Regions from separate parts of the Sus scrofa genome. Here region 2 is linked to region 1. A link is a contact called in public Hi-C data. All regions are on one chromosome and are shown on one strand. The core of a region is the stretch at or near the end of the contact, and the rest is flanking DNA. Distances in the headings are between cores, read along the strand shown. Region 1 holds the start of DBT (lipoamide acyltransferase component of branched-chain alpha-keto acid dehydrogenase complex, mitochondrial). Region 2 holds the start of SASS6 (spindle assembly abnormal protein 6 homolog).

Region 1 (5,402 bases), core at 917-3,416:
TAAGAGGTAGAAGCCCAGTTTAGGAAGATCTAGGGATTATCTGTAATTGGAGACAGGGACTAGATTTTTTTTTTTTTTTTTGTCTTTTTGGGCCGCTCCCGCGGCATATGGAGGTTCCCAGGCTAGGGGTCGAATTGGAGCTGTAGCCACCGGCCTACACCACAGCCACAGCAACGTGGGATCCGAGCCGCGTCTGCAACCTACACCACAGCTCACGGCAACGCCGGATCATTAACCCACTGAGCAAGGGCAGGGACCGAACCCGCAACCTCATGGTTCCTAGTCGGATTCGTTAACCACTGCGCCACGACGGGAACTCCAGGGACTAGATTTTTGAGAGACTTCCAGGCTAGAATCAAGAGAACCAGGTTTGAGGGTTTAGTTACAGAGCCTAGGGTCTAATGCGGCTTGGAGGCCTTAGAGCAAACACTGTGAGATGGCTCAAGACTAGCCCTTCCAAGCTCCCCTGTAACACAGTTCTAGCCAGTGAGTCTCAGTGTTTCAACACTTTCTTTCTTTCTTTGAACACATAGTTATAGCAGCCGTCCCGTGATCCTGAGAGAAAGGCCAAATGAACTGATGAAATAAGAACCCTGATAAGGATGAACCATTTAATCAGTGCCAGGTGCCACCTGTCAGGTGTTTTGTATACACAGGTACTTAACACAGGTACTTATTTGTATACACATGTACATATTGATTGGGTTTATTACTTAATAGCTGACAAACACCTAATACACATTCAATTTGAAGATTTCCAGGAGAGTAAGACATATGATAGGTCTGGAGTAGAGCTGGCTCAGAGATGGGAACTTCAGGAATCATCAGCATATAAATGGCAACTTAAATCAAAGAACTGGATGAGGTAACCCAGGACGTGCATGAAATACAGACTGCCAAGTCAGAACCTTTAGAAACACCAATATTTACCAGTTAGGCAGGGAAAAAGGAGGAGGTTGGGATCAAGTGTTCAAAGATGTGGGAAGAGTAATATCGGGAAGTTGGTGTCAGAGAAAACAAGGATGAAGAGCTTTCAAAAGAAGGCAGGCTTTCTTCTGGTTACCTCCTACTTAGTTTTCACAAATTTCAAATCTCACAGTATTTTCTGGGCATTTGCCTCATCTTTTCGTGCTGTGCTGTAATTGCTTGTTTAATATCCTTCTCTCTCTGCCCTGTGCCAGACAGCACGGCTGTAATTAAACTGAGAGGGTAGAGTTCAGTCTAGTCTTATTCACATTTGCATCCCCAATTCCTAGCACTGTACCTGCTACATAGCAGGCTCTTGAAAGGTTTTGTAACGTCAGGGGTCGAACACTGTAGAAAAATCCAAAAGAGTGGACTCAGGACGATAAACGCTATGCAAATAGGACGAAACACTATGCTTACAGGGATGTTAACAGTTTCATCTCAGCAAAGGGAACTGTGTCAAAGGGGAGACAAGAAGGGGAAATAGTGATGAATGGTAACTCTGGTGATACAAAAGTTTGGAAAGATACCGGTGCAGATGTAGGAGGCAAGTATAAGCCCAAAGAACAAAGCTTGAACCTCTCCGCTGCTCAAGCAAGGACTTAAGGAGTTGTTTCCTTGCCCAGTCTCCTCCTCTGGACTGTAAATTCCTCGAGGGCAGGAGTCGTAATTACCAGCGTCCGGGACAAAGAGATGCTCAATAAATGCTGAATGAATATAGTATATCTCCGTACCTCCAGTGCCCGGTACCCAGAGGGTGCTCAGTGAATGGCTACTGGGCCAAAGTCGAGCTGGGCTTTGGGGTTCAGATGGAGCGGGAGGAAGACCGGGTTACCTCAGAAGCGCACGCAGGTAAGGAGAGAAACTGGGTCTCCAGCCAGGTTGGCTCGCCACCTTCGCTGCCCTTCGTTGTGCACACATCCCTCCACCTTTCCATCACGCGAGACCTGCACGCGAGGCACTCGGAGGACAAAGTTAACACACCTCCCCCAGGTGACGCCGGACAACCACATCTTCCCGACCTCAGATCTGCCCAACCTGCTTACCAGCCGCCCAGCATTGCGGCTCCAGGTCCTCAGCACACGCGCTGCAGCCATCTTACTCCGGAAATGACAACTGCTCCGGGGTTGGACGAGCTGCCCCGGCGGGGACCTATCCGGAGCCGGAAAACGCGCCTCCCCCAAGCCTCGGGTGGAGAGCGAAGGAACGAGCCTCCCACCCAAGAGCCAACCAGGGAGCGGGGCGGGGCTGAGAATAACCCCAGAGGGGGCGGGGCGCCCTGCGGAGAGGGAAAGAGCCTGGGGGAGGGGAGCCAAGTGGGGAGGAGGGCAGTGCAAATTTAATTTCCGTGACGCTTCTGAGTAAAGCACTGCTGTGTAAGTAATGTGCCCTCACGATCGTCTTTTCGGTCCAAGTAACGGAGGAAATAGAGTATGTTAAAGAAACATGAAGGGTATTCACCTGGAGAAATTTAGGTTGAAGTAAGATCTGCAGGATAAGTAGGAAGGAAAAAAAACAAAACAAAACAGAAACATTCCTTCAGCTTGTTAATATAACCACCTTGGTTACAGGAGACGGTACTGTACTCTGTAGCAAGGGTCTGTACCCATGGTGGAGTCAAGTCTATGCTGGAATACTTCCTAATGCCTGGCATTTCTCACTTCATTGAAAGTTCTTGGTTACTGAAATTGGCTTTTAGATTTTTTTTTCATGGAAGATGAACAAGACTACCAGGTTTGAGATAAACGTCATCGAGGTTACCTCTCCTTCTGGGATAATGCTGCACGATGTTGCTACCCAACACAGGCAATATACATCACAGACACAGTACCTGGATTTACCTGCCTCATGGAGAAATGCCGAATAGATGTCGGTGAAACCGATAAAGAAAAGATTAGCGCTTTAATTGTCAATCCTCCTCACAGCAACTAGGAAACTAATTGGTAGAAATGTCCAGGATGATACTTTTCTATTCTAGCCTCTTAAATAGGAATGAAAATCTGTACAGATGTCTAAAGAATTACAGAGGAAAAGGCCAGAACAAAGGAAAAATCATAAATCCTCAACACTGAAGATGAGTGGCTGTAAAACAAAATTTCATGTATTTCATAAATTCACTAATATTACTCAAAGTCAGACTTTTGCCTTATTTGCCTTTCAGTGTATTCTCTCTCTCTCTTCTGCTACTTTGATTTTTTTAACTTTCCAACAAAATATTTTATAGGTACTAAAAATATACTATATGCCTGTGTTTGTATAAAGAGGTAAAGTAGCTATGCCTTTGAACTGAATTATTTTTCTTCCCAAGGTCCCTATAACACCTTCTTCCTCTTTTTTTTTTTTTTTTCCCTTTTCTTTTCAGGGCCATACCTGTGCATATGGACGTTCCTGGGCTATGGGTCTGCAGCTGCCAGCCTACACCATAGCCACAGCAACGTGGGACCTGCACCGAAATTTGCAGTAACTCCAGATCCTTAACCCACTGAGTGAGGCCAGGGATCAAACCCGCACCATGTAGGGTTCTTAACCCATGGAGCCAAAACGGGGAATTCCCCACGTTTTTCTACTTTACCTAACTTTACCTTCTCCCAAGAAACTATCTGTTTTCTTTTCTTTCACATTTTTTTTTTTACCTCTGTGGATTACTGCTTCCCAACTTCATTTTATGTTGCCTTATCTTTCCTTCCAATATCAAGAGATTTGTCATCTATTCACTAGTTAATCCTTTCACCTGGGCTCCAAATAACCAGATAACCCACGTCTTCTTTTTAAAAAGTGAATAAAATGGTTATTACCTGGCAATTCCATTCCTAGGGTACCCAACAGAAATAAAAACATAAGTCCACACAAACTAGCACAAGAATGATTGTAACAGCCTTATTCCTATTAGCCCCAAACTAGAAATAGCCCAAATGTCCTTCAATACACGAATGAATAAACAAAATGTGGTGGATTCATATAATGGAATATCATTCATCACTAACAATGATTCAAGTATTGGGAGTTCTCTGATGGCCTAACAGGTTGAGACTCCTGCATTCTCACCACTGTGGCTCTGGCTGCTGCTGTGCGGAGCAGGTTTGATCCCGGGCCCAGGAATTCCCATATACTGCCTGTGTGGCAAAAAAGAGAGAGAGAACGTGAAATAAACGTTGCAACTCTCATCAAAATAATAAATAAATAAATAAAATATTTGAGGTAGGAGGAGATGGGCCCCTCAGCTGAACACAGATGGGAATTACTAGGTGGAGGAAATTGGGCCTTGTTTCTCTTTGACACTTCAAGGAGAAAGTTAATGGCAGGAGCTGAGCTCTGCTGGGGTAAAAGATGACATCAATCACTCCTGGGATCAAGGAGACATCCCTAATTACACATAGGCATCAAGACTCCTAGGGGTCAAAAACGGAGGGGGTACCAGGCCCGAATAAGTTGATACCTTCTCACAACCCTTTGTCCTGAAATTCGTCTTAGCCAAAAGATGTGCATGCATACAGGGAGGGCCTTGGGTCTGGTCAGGTGTGAGAAATAAAAGAAGATAATTGGCCAAAGGAAAACAAAGACCCAGAACTATCCTGTTTAAGTGATTTAAATCACCTCTCAGGTATAGGGGGACTCTTAGGAGTGTATCACTGCTTTGCTTCTGACTTAAATTACTTCTCTGTTTGATCTCTCACATGATGTACTGTGTTTCTAAAAATAAACTTTGTACCTGTTTTTACAGTGTTTGCCTCCTTGAAACAGTCCTGCTTTCAATGTGGGCAAATCAGGGAAATTCTGATTTTAGCTTCTAGCTGGTCTAGCAGATAGGATTCCTGGTCCTCATTCAGGCTGCCCAGGTTTAATTCCAGAGCAGAGAATTAAGATCTCGATCCAGGAGTTCCTGTTGTGTCTAAGCAGTAACGAGCTCGACCAGTATCCATGAGGACACAGGTTCGATCCCTAGCCTCACTCAGTGGGTTAAAAATCCAGTGTTGGAGTTCCCGTCGTGGCGCAGTGGTTAACGAATCCGACTAGGAACCATGAGGTTGCGGGTTCGGTCCCTGCCCTTGCTCAGTGGGTTAAGGGTCCGGCGTTGCTGTGAGCTGTGGTGTAGGTTGCAGACACGGCTCAGATCCCGTGTTGCTGTGGCTCTGGCGTAGGCCAGTGGCTACAGCTCCGATTCGACCCCTAACCTGGGAACCTCCATATGCCGCAGGAGCGGCCCAAGAAATAGCAAAAAGACAAAAAAAAAAAAAAAAAAAAAAAAAAATCCAGTGTTGCCAAGAGCTGTGGTGTAGGTCACAGACGCAACTCAGATCCCACATTGTTGTGGCTGTGGTGTAGGGCAGCAGCTATAGCTTCAACTGGACTCCTAGCCTGTGAAATTCCATATGCCCTGGGTGTGGCCCTAAAAAGCCAAAAAAAAAAAAAAAGGATTTCATTTCAAGCCATCACTC
Region 2 (4,758 bases), core at 44-2,543, 100 kb before region 1:
AGCTCAACAAATCAATGTCTTCATTTCTTTTAATGTCACATTTCCACACCACTTAGTTTTCACATATATTTTCACACCTGATCCTCATTAACAACCAACCATGTAGGTAGCCATGTTTTATCAGCTTTACTAATGAGGAAAATCAAGGTTCAGAGAGGAGCCAGCTGACACTGAGTGGTGCACTTGAGACAAAATTGAAATCTCCTGCCAAATCTCCCTACTTCGGCCTCAACAGCACCACCTCTTTAACCAAAGTTGTAACTTTTACATTTATCTGTGATACTGGCCTTTATTTCCACCCTCACCAGACTGTAAACTCCACCAACACAAGAACTCTCCTGATCACTGTATCCCCGGTGCCCAGGAAGAGTGTTCAACGTTTGTTGAATGACTAAATGAATATATGGTTTTCAACAATTGTTTTTCAATTTATTACACGTAATTTATTTTTAGTAACTATGACGAAAGAGAGGCAATACACCACAAATTTGTAGAGTTTTTTTTTTTTTTTTAAGTCTAACCTTGCATTTACTTCCAGTAGCGTTCAAAGGAGAGAGGGGGGAAAAAGGGCCGTGAGCCAAAGCCTGAATTCTAGTGCCCGCCCGCCGTGAACTCGTGAGCTCTCACGCAAATTACTTAATTTCTCTGAGCCAGACTTCTTATCCGTCAAAAAGAGAAATGGGCTATCATCTCCATGACAACATCCAGAGATAAGACTTAAAAAAAAACACACACAAAAACTGATGCGGGTCGGCGACCCATTCCTCACTCTTCCCTCCCCAGCAACGGCAGACTTTGAAACGACCACGAGGTCCCAGCCAGCTCTGTCTCCGCGGCCCGGGGAGATGGGCCGCACACCCAGCGCAGGCCGGGGCCCACCGGCCGGAGCCGCCATCTTTCCCCCTTGGCCCGACCCCTAACCGCCACCCGCGGGCACAGAGTAACGCGGCCCTCACCTCTCCTCGCAGTCTTTACATTTCACCTGCAACGGGACGAGTTGCTGGAACAGAATCTGGCTCATGCTGAACCCCTGCCCCGGCCGGTGTGCGGAAAAACCCAAACGGGCCGGCGGGTCAGCGGTACTAGCCTGAAAGGCCTCCGGGGCCTGTTTAAGTTTGGCGCTCGGCTTCCGCGGAAGAGGCGGGGAAAGTGAAGCAGAGACGATACGGAGGAGGTTTGGGCCTCGCCGGCCACCATCAGCTTCTTCCGGTTTTGTGACGGCTGGGCGGTCGTTCCGGGTACCCTCCTGCGTGGCGGGATCCGAGGCCGCCATATTTGTTAAGGGAAGGGAACCCGAGAGGCGCTAACAACTTTTCCTCTCTTCGCCGGATCGATGCTTGCTACCTGAAGTAAGCCCTGAATTATGGCGGCTTCTGCGCCGACACCGCATGGAACTGACTCTCCAGCAGAGGGGCGATGCGGTTACTATGTGGAAAAGAAGAAGCGGTTCTGCAGGATGGTGGTGGCAGCGGGGAAAAGGTTCTGTGGTGAACACGCTGGAGCGGCGGAGGTCTGGTATCGCCTTACCCTCTCGAGGGTCGGAAATAAGTTTCCTGGTCCGGCACTTTCCCTCTCTGACAGATTTCTGCTTCTGTCCCCTGGAGTTTCCAGCTTTTCCCGTGATAAACGCAGTCCTGGCCTCCCTAGGGAGCGATGATGAGCCGTAGTGAAGTGCAGTGTTGTCTTGTACTAAGTAAAGCGCCAGCAGTGACCCGTTTATCTTGATACCAACTCGTGGTAACGCTAGATTGTAGTTTTACCGCAGACTACCGCTTCTTGCGCTCCGCTCACTCTCCGCCTTCCTGATGGGAAGTGGTGGTTTAGAAAGAAGACAGATCCCAAGGTTTCACTCATTGTGTTTTCATTGTTTTGTGAACGATAATCACTTCTTGTGAATTATTGTGAGTCACTTCTTGTGAATTAGATGTACAGTCTTTTGAAAGCAACTAATAACTACTTTGCTGCAAAGGGGAAGGAAAGATTTAAAAACATGTAAGAATTGACTCAACACTGAGAACAGAAACTGTATGATTTTGTTCCATTAAACGTATGATTGTGATGTCGAACTATATATCTTTATGTATGTGTTTTTCTTTAGGAGATATATGATAGAAAATTTTAAAAACAGCAAGAGCAGAATGCTTATAGAAAGAGCATGTTTGATAGCTTTTAGAACAATTAAACCAAATAGACAAGCATCTGATTTCATGTCTTCTGAATGTCCGGTGTTATTTACATTTCTTTTCTTTGTGAGTCCGATGGTTTCTCCTGCTAGGCAATGTCTAATACAGATGCGCGTGCGCGCGCGCACACACACCCCCTCCAGCCCTGCCATCTGCTACTGTCCCTCATAGCCAAAGCTGTACTTCATGTGTTGATTTGACTGACATTTGCGTAGAGTGAAGTGTACTAAAACAAGCAGATTCTTGTTTTGGAATGTAAGTGACTTGTGACTTACAAGGACTCTTTGAAGTACACTCACTGTTGCCTTGGCTGGTTTTGAGGGGACCAGCAAACATCCCCTGATCGAAAAATGAGCTTTATGATTGGAGGAGGCCTTTGTCCTCACTCTAAGACCTTACACTTCACCGTGACCAGACGTCCAGAAGGTGACTGCAGATGCTGAGAGTAGTAGAATAGAAATAGGTCCTTACAGAGTGATTTGTATTCCTAGAAAGGAATAACATCATGTTATTAATCCCTTAAAGAAAGGTTGCAAAATACCAAGTGGAGACACGTTCCATGATTATGATTTGGTTTTCAATTTGGGGCATCCTACTGAATCTGTAATTTATTATGTAACTGAGTGGTATGTTTCCATCTTTTTTTCTTAAGTGTCATCTATAGCTGAGACCACTTGTACTCATTTCACCCAGTGGTTCTTAAATGGTGGTGGTTTAGTCCCCCCAGGAGACACTTGGCAATGTTTGAAGACATTTCGGTTGCCACAGCTGAAGAGTGTTTCTTGCGTCTAGTGGATAGAGGCTGGAGAAGCTAACTTAACATCCTACAATGGGTAGGAAGGCCCCCACAAGAAAGAACCATCCAGCCCAGAATATCAGTAATGCCAAGACTGAGAAACTTTCTGTTTCTAAACCCAAATAATAAAATTTAGAAGTGCTTTTTTCCTCCTACTCTATCATTAGGCTTTCGAAGGTTAGCATAGTCTTCTTCTTCAAGGAGATTAGACTTTAAAAGTTAGCAAATAAGCAATAGTGTTGGAAGTTTCCTCATGGATCAGTGGGTTAAGGATCTGACATTGTCACTGCTGTGTCTTGGGTCACTGCTGTGGCGCAGGTTCGATCCCTGACCTGAGAACTTCCACGTGCCATGGGCACAACAACAACAAAGAACAATGTACTGTATTTTCAAAAAGATACTGAAAATTCTCTCTTGTTCATGAAAATTGATGTACATAGTTTCATGGATATTCTGGGAGGCAGATCAGAACTGAAATAAACTGAAGAAGAAATTGTTAATACTGATAGTGAACACTTAGCATTTACTGTATGAATAGCACTGTGCTTAGCTCTTTTTTTTTAATAATAGCTCACTTAATTTTTACAAACCTTAGGAGGTATGATATATTCTCATCTTTCAGATGAAGCAGTAAGACTACCTTAGATCATAGAGTTAGGACTGATAGAATTGAGAATCATACCTAGACAGTATGGCTGACCTTTGGTTTTAACTGTTACACTATCCTGTTATATAAAGATTCATATCAATGATGGGTAGAATTGCCAACATTATTAATTCCTTTATTTTTTTCCCAAGTGTGTATAGTTAAATTCATGTAACTTAGAAAGGAACAGGATGTAACTCTTCTATACTAAAAGATTGAGGAGTTCCCGTCATGGTGCAGTGGAAATGAATCAGACTGGGAACAATGAGGTTGCAGGTTCTATCCCTGGCCTTGCTCAGTGGGCTAAGGATCTTGCGTTGCCATGAGCTGTGGTATAGGTCTCAGACGCAGCTCGGATCTGGCGTTGCTTTGGCTGTGGCATAAGCCAGCAGCTATAGCTCCAGTTCAACCCCTAGCCTGGGAACCTCCATGTGCCGTGGGTGCGGCCCTAAAAAGTAAAAAAATAACGTTGAAAACCTGGTAGAGTATGGCAGCCTCACCAGATCCTTTAACCCATTGTGCTGGGCTAGGGATTCAGCCCATAACTCAGCAGCAAGCTGAGCCACTGCAGTTGGATTCTTAATCCATTGCACCTCAGCAGGAGCTTCTGTAGTTCATTTTATACGTAATAGTTTGTACCTTTTAATCCTCTACCCCTACATTGTCCTCCCCACCCCCACTGGTAACCACTAATATGTTCTCTTTATCTGTGAATCTGTTTGTTTTTTGTTATATTCACTAGCTGTATTTTTTAGATTCCACATGTAAGTGATATCAGAAAGTATTTGTCTTTCTCTGACTTATTTCACTTCACATAATGCTTTTCAATCCATCCATGTTGCTGCAAATGGCAAGATTTTGTTATTTGTTATTTTTTATGGCTGAGCAGCATTCCATTGTCTATCCACATCTTCTTTGATTCATTCATTTGTTGATGGATACTTACTTTGCGTCCGTGTTGGCAGTTGTAAACAATGCTGCTGTGAACACTGGGATGCACATATCTTTTCAAATTAGCGTTTTTGTTTATTTTGGGAACATGGAATTACTGGGTTATATGATAGTTATACTTTTAGTTTTTTGAGAAATCTCCATACCATTTTCCACAGTGGCTGCACCTATTTATATTCCCA

Evidence for each region. A called contact is a pair of places that touch in the nucleus more often than the background predicts.
Region 2: a Hi-C map of skeletal muscle shows a contact between it and region 1, with 4 times the contacts expected there. The contact joins the promoter of SASS6 here to the promoter of DBT in region 1. A contact is called at or near these places in 1 of 5 promoter capture datasets (liver), 11 of 47 Hi-C or Micro-C datasets (differentiating spermatogonia, embryonic fibroblasts, fetal heart ventricle and 6 more) and 2 of 2 datasets of contacts at active chromatin or transcription factors (alveolar macrophages and skeletal muscle).

The regions. Positions count from the first base shown.
Region 1 is chr4:117,881,421-117,886,822 of Sscrofa11.1, reverse strand. DBT (lipoamide acyltransferase component of branched-chain alpha-keto acid dehydrogenase complex, mitochondrial) reads right to left here and starts at 2,166. Exons shown (of 11, transcript XM_003481505.4): 1 at 2,013-2,166. The coding sequence starts at 2,063.
Region 2 is chr4:117,982,134-117,986,891 of Sscrofa11.1, reverse strand. It overlaps SASS6 (spindle assembly abnormal protein 6 homolog), which reads right to left and starts at 1,293. Exons shown (of 17, transcript XM_021090148.1): 1 at 957-1,293. The coding sequence starts at 1,273. It overlaps TRMT13 (tRNA:m(4)X modification enzyme TRM13 homolog), which reads left to right and starts at 1,259. Exons shown (of 10, transcript XR_002343574.1): 1 at 1,259-1,510.